2 separate regions of the Mus musculus genome follow, and region 2 is linked to region 1. The links are chromatin contacts, called in public Hi-C maps. All regions are on one chromosome and are shown on one strand. Each heading gives the region's core, a stretch centred on a gene start, on an enhancer-like site or on the middle of the called end of the contact. The rest is flanking DNA. Distances are from core to core; before and after follow the strand shown.

Region 1 (3,763 bases), core at 714-3,213:
CACAATCTGACTTTACTTGGATAAATATCAATTTGTAGACATTAAAAAGAGGCTTTTTCCAAGTGTCATTTAACTATACAAGCAAAACAAACATCTATTAAACTACCACATAGTCTACATACAAACATTTTCGACGTCCAAAAACACAGCATACCATATGGGGACAGTATTAACTTGGTTTTTCCATCCAGTAATTCAGTTTCAAGCTTTAAACCATCTCTGCAATATAAAAGAAAATTGTTTTGACAAGTTTAATTTAACAACTTTCACTAAATAGCAGCCAGGGATATTTATATGAACCTTGAAAGTAAACCTATACCTTTGAATGTATACAGGAATCACATGACCATCAAAGCAGGGGTTTTGGTTGGTTGTTTCTTTTAATTCACATAGCCCAAGCTGCCCTCAAACTCACTATGTATGTAGACCAGGCTGGTTGACCAGGCTGGCTTTGAATTCCTGATTCACCTGCCTGAACCTCCCTCAAAGTAGTCTTTAAATTTTAAAATATTGTTTTCAAGGCTGGAGAGACAGCTCAGCAGTGAGGAGCACTGTCTATTCTTGGCAAGCAGAACCAACATTGCAGTTAACAAGTGTCTGTAAAGGCCCCTCGGGTCACCAAGGGCACCAGCACAAGTGGCCCACAGACTTACATGCAGGCACGATACCCATTCACATAAAATTAAAATAAGTATTTAAAAAGTATGTGTATATATGTGTTCATACATACACATTTTTTTTAACCTAAGAGGGAAAAAAATACAAAAGACTTTCTTACAACTTTTCAGTGAGGCCAGCATGTGTCATGTTTAACCTGAAACCTGGTTTTTGTTACTGGTAAGAAATAAAGCAACCCAGTTATTGCAGCATCCTTTAACCTGCAGCTCTATACCAAAAGTCCCATGCTGCTACCAGAACTCCTTAGCCAGGTACAAGACATAGATAAGCTATTTATGCGTTTTTTGTTTTGTTTTGTTTTTAACAATTTCATGACTGACAGATTCCAAGGAGGAATAGACGCGACTGAAAGATGGCTAAAATGGTCACCAATGTGACGGCTGCTTAAATACAGAATTCCACACAACTTGGACTATTTCATATACTACACGATTGCTTTAGTGACTCTATTACTATCTTAATAAATAAACAATAAACTTTGGCTAATATGACACTTTACATGTCAAAAGCGCCACCATAAAGAAACGGTAAACACTACCAGCAAAACTTACGTTGTCTATTAAAGTCAACAAAATTCTGATGGGATTCTACACACAGTATTACACAGTCTTACGGGGGTGGGGTGGGAACGGGGTGGGCGTTATGTGTCTATGAACAGTAATGACGACAACGTCAAAGAGAAAATACCAAACCAAGAAATTAAGGGCGAGCAGGTTGACTAGCAACTTTAAACTCAGAGTTGCTTTGGTAGCGAGAATCAAAGTGCCTGCGTTTGTAAAAGGAAACAATCTGGGAGATATAGGTTGTCAGAGGCCACCCCGTTGCAGGACTACAAACAGCTCATGGGTACGTTAGAAGGCAACCTCTTGAATGAATCTGAAGTTGCTAAGTCTCTATACTACCGCCCCGCAAGCTTACGGGGCAGGCTGCCTCATTGATTTCTAAACTCCCAGAAGAGAACCTAACATTCAGCTTCTGGATGCGCGGTTACGTCTAGGTCTGGTGGCTGGTTTTCCTAAAACGATGAACTTCTGAAGATGAAGACCGCACCCCAGACTCGGTCCAGCCCCAGCTGAGGATGCTCCAGCTCAGTACGGGGCAGCCGTAGCTCCCCGAGCATCTCGCCCTCTGGGGCGCCATCTCCCCTCCGGGGCGCTCCAACACCACGGTCCGCGCTGGACCCGGAACCCCGCCCGCCGCCACGCGCCGGCTGAAAGTTACAGCCCAGCGAGTCCCCGCCGGCTTACCCCAGGTTCATGGCCCCGCCGCCCACCCGCAGCTCGCTCAGGTCACTTGTGTACCCAGCTTGCTGCCGCTGCTCAACAAACGCTATGCTGATTGGTTGCCGGGGGCCAGCCGAGCCAATCACAGTGGGACATGCTGGCGGGTCCGTTCGTTGATGCCGGCCTCCCCGGACTCTAGATCCCTCTCCGGGGGCGTCTGCGGTTTCTTCGTGATCACCGCCAACCTTGGGGAGCCGCCTTGGCTCTAATGGAGGTTTCCAAATAGGCAGAAACAACAGATGTAACCATTCTCTTTTATATTTGGAGGAGAGGTTTATTTAGTTGAAGGACTTGTGACGCCTAGGACACAGAGTATATGTCTCTGTCTCTTCGTGCTTCCCACACCTTACAGGCTGAAGTTCTTTAAATACTGCAGCAACAGTCACAGTGTGGACCAAACTCGTATATCCGTCGTTAGCAGTGCTATCTCTGAGGCACGAAGAGGCAAAAGGACTTGCCTGGGTCACTGACCACTTAACAATTATACTACAGATCTTATATCTAATGTGAATATGTGTATAACCCCAGCTGACGCTTTTAGACTCAGCCCAAAATTCCACTTGTTGCTCTTCCAGAGAATCCCAGTACTCACGTCAGGGGGCTAAGCCTCCTGCAGCTATATCAATCCTGGTGTCAGACTGGAGTCGGGGAGGGCGCACCCTCGGCAGCCTGTTTCAGAGTGAGTTCCAAGACACCACCATCCCTACCCCCATCCCCACCCCCACTAATCCCCACATAAAAATAAACAAATGTCACTTCCATAAAGAAGCTGCTGAGGGTAAAGTGTAAGAAGGCAATGTCAGCCGGGCGTGGTGGCGCACACCTCTAATCCCAGCACTCAGGAAGCAGAGGCAGGCAGATTTCTGAGTTCGAGGCCAGCCTGGTCTAAAAGTGAGTTCCAGGACAGCCAGAGCTATACAGAGAAACCCTGTCTCAAAAGAACCAAATAAATAAATTATTATTATTATTAGTAATAATAATAATAATAAAAGAAGGCAATGTCTACCTCCCTCCTCCTAGGATCCCAATAGTAGAGACATTATTAGGGTCACTTCCGGAGCATGCAGGAGGGTTTTCAGGAGTTTGGGCAATCCGAAAGTAAATGTAAAGTCTGCACTTAGCAAGGCTGGCGACAAGCTCAAGCTCACGGCTGGATGTGATAGCTGGGCATCTGCTCCCCTTGAGTTCCCAGAGCCCACGTGTCATTACAGCAGTATTGGATTTGGTTGGCTGAGAGGGATGCTCAGGAGGGAGTCCCACGAACCTCCCTATCCAGTCCTGCTATCAGGGAGTGCTATCTTATGCAGACAGGCCCATTTAAGCATCCTGAAGATGGTGGTAGCTGGGCTTGGAGGATAGTCTAGTCCTATGCAACAGAAATCCTCAAAGACTGGGCAATTCCCCATCATGCCACACACACCGTTGGAATCCTGTACCAAAGTGAGTGTCAGAGAAACAGTTGATGTCTGGTACACTTCTGTAACCACAGCTGCTGCCACTTAGGAGACAGAGGCTGGGGGTCCTCCATAGTGTGAGGCCAGCCTAGGCTATACAGGTGTGGTGGCTATTCCTAGTTGTCAACTTCTGGAATGAACTACAGTTCAGAAATGGAGGGCACACCTGTGATCCAGATCATGAGGCTAGAAGACACGGGTTTCTGACTCAGATCTTGACTTGGGATGACACATACTTTTGATCCAGATCTTGAGGCATAGCGGCCATGAAAAGCTTAGGCCCAGTTAAGGTAGTATATGCCTTTAATCCCAGAAGAATGAGGCAAGCATATCATTGAGTTCAAGGTC
Region 2 (3,801 bases), core at 635-3,134, 54 kb after region 1:
TGCTGAGATTACCAAGTTCTGCCCCAGAGTCAATTTATCTGCATCCTTGACCAATGTCACAGAAGCCACCATGCGCAGACAAGCAGGCCATCCTGCAGCCACAAGGTCTAATTTTTTTGATAACTATGCTGCAGGTCTTCTCCAGGACCCCAATCTCTGAGTAAGAATCCCTTTGGCAATACCTTTGTTCTCAGCCACAAATAGATGGAAGGGCTTAGTCATATCCAGAAGGCCTAAAGGTGGGACCGACATTATGGCAGTCAAATGGCATCGAAGGCTTGTTGTTCTTTACTTCCCCATACAAAGGACTGTTTATCTCTTGTGAGGGGGTAAAGTGGGTCCACTAATTCAGCAAAACCTGGAATCCACAGTCTACAAAAGCCCGCAGTGCCCAGAAACTCTCTAACTTTTCTTGAACTGGTCGGTGGGGGGGGGGGGATATGAAACACAGTCTCTTTTCTAGCTTCAGAAGGCCACCGTTGCCCCTCTTCTTCTTCTTGCTCAGTGTCCTTTTTCTTTACAGTAAAGACATTGATCTTTAGCCAAAGCTCTCTGCAGTTGCCTGGTACTGTCTTACTAAACTCTCTAGTTTCCCTGACTACTGTGGCCAGTATTTTATGCAAGTTTCTCTCTTGTCTATTATCCCTTTTTAATTCCCTGCCTTCCTGTTCCTTCTACTTATCATTTCTAAGTGCTAGCATTATCAGCATGTGCCACCTTGCTAGTCTCTAGTCTTTGTTATTTACCTCTCTTTGCTCCTGTTTTCCTGACTGTAATGGAGATCTCATACAATGTTTTCTCTCTCTCTATCCCTTTGTTCCTCCTCCTTGTCTTTGCTTCCTTTGCATGTTGTCCAGTTATCATGTCCCCATCCTCTCCCTCTACCCTGGTTTATCCTTATGTCTCACTGCACATCTCTGGTTCTGGCTTTGTTCTTCTTCCCATCATGCTTCCTATTTCTATCTAGCAACCCTTTCTCTTGCCTGCCTCTCTCATCTCAGACCTCTCTCTAATCCTCTTCATCTCTATTTCCACCTCTCCTCACTGTCGATCTCTTCATTTGCCACTCTCATCCGTCTCTCCTGAGTCTGCTGAAGCTTTGCTCTTCCTTACCCTCGAGATCTCCTTGCCTAGATTCTCTATGGGTGTAATCTTTCTCTCTTCCTCCCAGACTGTGAGGAGCCGCCCTTGCAATCGCCATTACAAGATGGCGCTGATATCTGGTGTTCTAACTGGTAAACAAGTAGTCTGCGCATGTGCTGGTGTATTTTTCCATTCCTTGTGCCCTGCCTGTCCCGTGGCGTCATCTGGACTGATGGTGAGCAACCAGTCAGGGTGAAATATGTCTCCAACTGCTTTTGTGGTCTATTTAAGGACCGAGTTTCCTGTGTTCTGGGTCTCCTCCCCAGAAGCTGATCATCTTTCTCTCGAGATGCATTAAAGCTTTGCTGCAAAAGGATCTGAGTGTGTCCTGTGTTTGTGTCCTCGCTGGCGAGACTCTTTATCACACAGGGACATCTGGTGCTGAAATCCCAGGAATTCTACAACATTGCCGGCACTGAGGAGGCCCCCCGGAAACGGGGCGGGTCCAGAACTGCAGTGAAAGGTAAGTTCGGAGAGATATGTCTGATTGTGAGCCTGTTGTTCCCTTTGACTTTGGTCTCAATCTAGAAACACCGCGGGATGGGTCGGTAGAAGCTTTGGTTTTTGTAACCCTGGCATTTGTTTTCTTTCTCCTGGTGCCTTATTGTGTTTATCGTGGTTGGTGTTGGCCTTGAGGTGCGGTCAGTCCCACGTAAATAAGTGGCAGCACTGTCAAGCTCAGTCAGTCTCTGGTAGATAAGAGAGCGGACCATGGCACTTTACTTTCACTTCTGCTCCGGGAGCAGACTTCTGCTTTGAGAGCAGACTTCTGCTTCAGGGACGGACTTCTGCTTTTGAAACGGAGCATGGCATTTTACTTTCACTTTCTGCTTCAGTGTGCCTTAAATCAGATGTAGATAAACCGCAGGCACAATGGGGTCATCACAGTCAATTGTAAATGCACTGCAAATTGTCCTTAAGCAGAGAGACCTCAAGATTGCCACACACACTCTACAAAATTTTGTCAAAGAGATTGACCGTGTTGCCCCATGGTATGCTTGTTCAGGTTCCCTGACCACAGCCTCGTGGAACAGGTTCCCTGACCACAGCCTCGTGGAATAAACTAGGAAGAGACCTAGATAGAAAATTTGAGGAAGGAGACTTACACCTAGGCACTAAGGCAATTTGGAAATTAATAAAGAACTGCTTAGAAGATGAGACCTGCCAACCTGCAGTGGTTGAGGGACAAGAAACGTTAGAGAAGGTTCAGGACAGCATGTCAGAAACCGAACGGAGCGAGAGATTAGGAGCTCATAAAAAGAAAAAAGACATGTCTAAGGAAAAAGGACCTCCCTGGAAGTTAGAAAAGGGGGGAGTGAAAAAAGGGGAAGGTGAAAACGTGCCCCCTACAGGTATACTTAGTAATATTTATCCCACCTGAGAGCTAGAAGCCCTAGAACTTGATAGCTCAGATTCTGATGATTTAGACCCTAGTGAAGAGGCAGAATTAGAAGAGGAAGCAGCAAGATATGAAGAGGAAAAGTATGGCCCTGATCAAAGAGTACAGCAAAAAGTTAATAAAAGGGGGGGGGGCATACAGCCATCACCCAATCCCTCAGCGCCTCCACCATATGAATCAAGATATGGTGCTAGTTCCTTTCTGCCTCAGGAGGAATTAAAAAGATTCAGATGGCTTTTCCAGTTTTCGATGCTGGAGACAGTGCAGGACGCATACATGCTCCTGTAGAATATCAACAAATTAAGGAACTTGCCGAATCTGTCCGTAATTATGGAGTCAATGCCAACTTCACCTTAGTACAGGTTGAGAGATTTGCCAATGTAGCAATGACTCTGGCAGACTGGCAAATGACAGTTAAGGCCACTCTACCTAATATGGGACAATACATGGAATGGAAAGCATTGTGGTACGATGCTGCCCAGAATCAGGCAAGAATTAATGCTGTGGCAGAAGATGATAATCAGAGGCAATAGACTTTTGAATTATTAACAGGCCAAGGACAGTATGCTGCCAATCAGACTAATTATCATTGGGGAGCATATGCTCAAATATCAGCGGCTGCCATTAAGGCTTGGAAAGCTCTTACAAGAAAGGGAGAAGCTGGAGGCCACCTTACAAAGATTATCCAGGGCCCCCAGGAGCCGTTCTCAGACTTTGTAGTGAGAATGACAGAGGCCACAGGAAGAGTTTTTGGAGACCCTGAACAGGCCATGCCGTTAATTGAACAGCTCATTTATGAGCAGGCCACACAGGAATGCAGGAATGCAGGAATGCAATCACGCCAAGAAAAAACAAGGGATTGCAAGATTGGCTTAGGGTATGTAGAGAGCTAGGAGGTCCACTTACTAATGCAGGACTGGCTGCAGCCATATTACAATCACAAAAGCGCCCCTCTACCAGCAAACAAAGAGCTTGTTTTAACTGTGGAAAGATAGGCCACCTAAAGAAAAACTGCTCCCTCCCAGAGCGGGCCCGGGTGGCTACTCTTTGCTCTCGTTGTGGGAAGGGTTATCACAAAGCTAGTGAATGCTGCTCAATTCGCGATATGAAGGGGAGGCTCCTGCCCCCAATCAATGAATCTGACAACCGCCTACCAAAAAACGGGGTTGTGGGCCCCCGATCCCAGAGCCCTCACAAATATGGGAATCGGTTTATCAAAAGCCAGAGCAACTTAGAGGAAATGAACCCCAAGGAATCGC

The links. A called contact is a pair of places that touch in the nucleus more often than the background predicts.
Region 2: a Hi-C map of myeloid progenitors shows a contact between it and region 1, with 1.9 times the contacts expected there. The contact joins the enhancer-like site here to the promoter of Ccdc66 in region 1. A contact is called at or near these places in 2 of 39 promoter capture datasets (hippocampal neurons and macrophages), 1 of 15 datasets of contacts at CTCF or cohesin (CD8 T cells), 26 of 484 Hi-C or Micro-C datasets (the 63-12 cell line, the AML12 cell line, B cells and 21 more), 5 of 115 datasets of contacts at active chromatin or transcription factors (effector CD8 T cells, embryonic stem cells, intestinal villus epithelium and 1 more) and 1 of 9 other capture datasets (pancreatic islet).

The regions. Positions count from the first base shown.
Region 1 is chr14:27,506,497-27,510,259 of GRCm38.p6, forward strand. It overlaps Ccdc66 (coiled-coil domain containing 66), which reads right to left and starts at 1,964. Exons shown (of 18, transcript NM_177111.3): 1 at 1,926-1,964; 2 at 155-219. The coding sequence starts at 1,936.
Region 2 is chr14:27,560,892-27,564,692 of GRCm38.p6, forward strand. No RefSeq gene overlaps it. Among named protein-coding and RNA genes, the nearest start is that of Gm25697, 35 kb to the left of the region's middle. Within about 2 kb of position 1,885, at least 95 of the 459 cell types and tissues checked have an H3K27ac peak or open chromatin away from gene starts, as enhancers often do. A contact at or near this core is called in the 63-12 cell line, the AML12 cell line, B cells and 12 more, where this site is marked.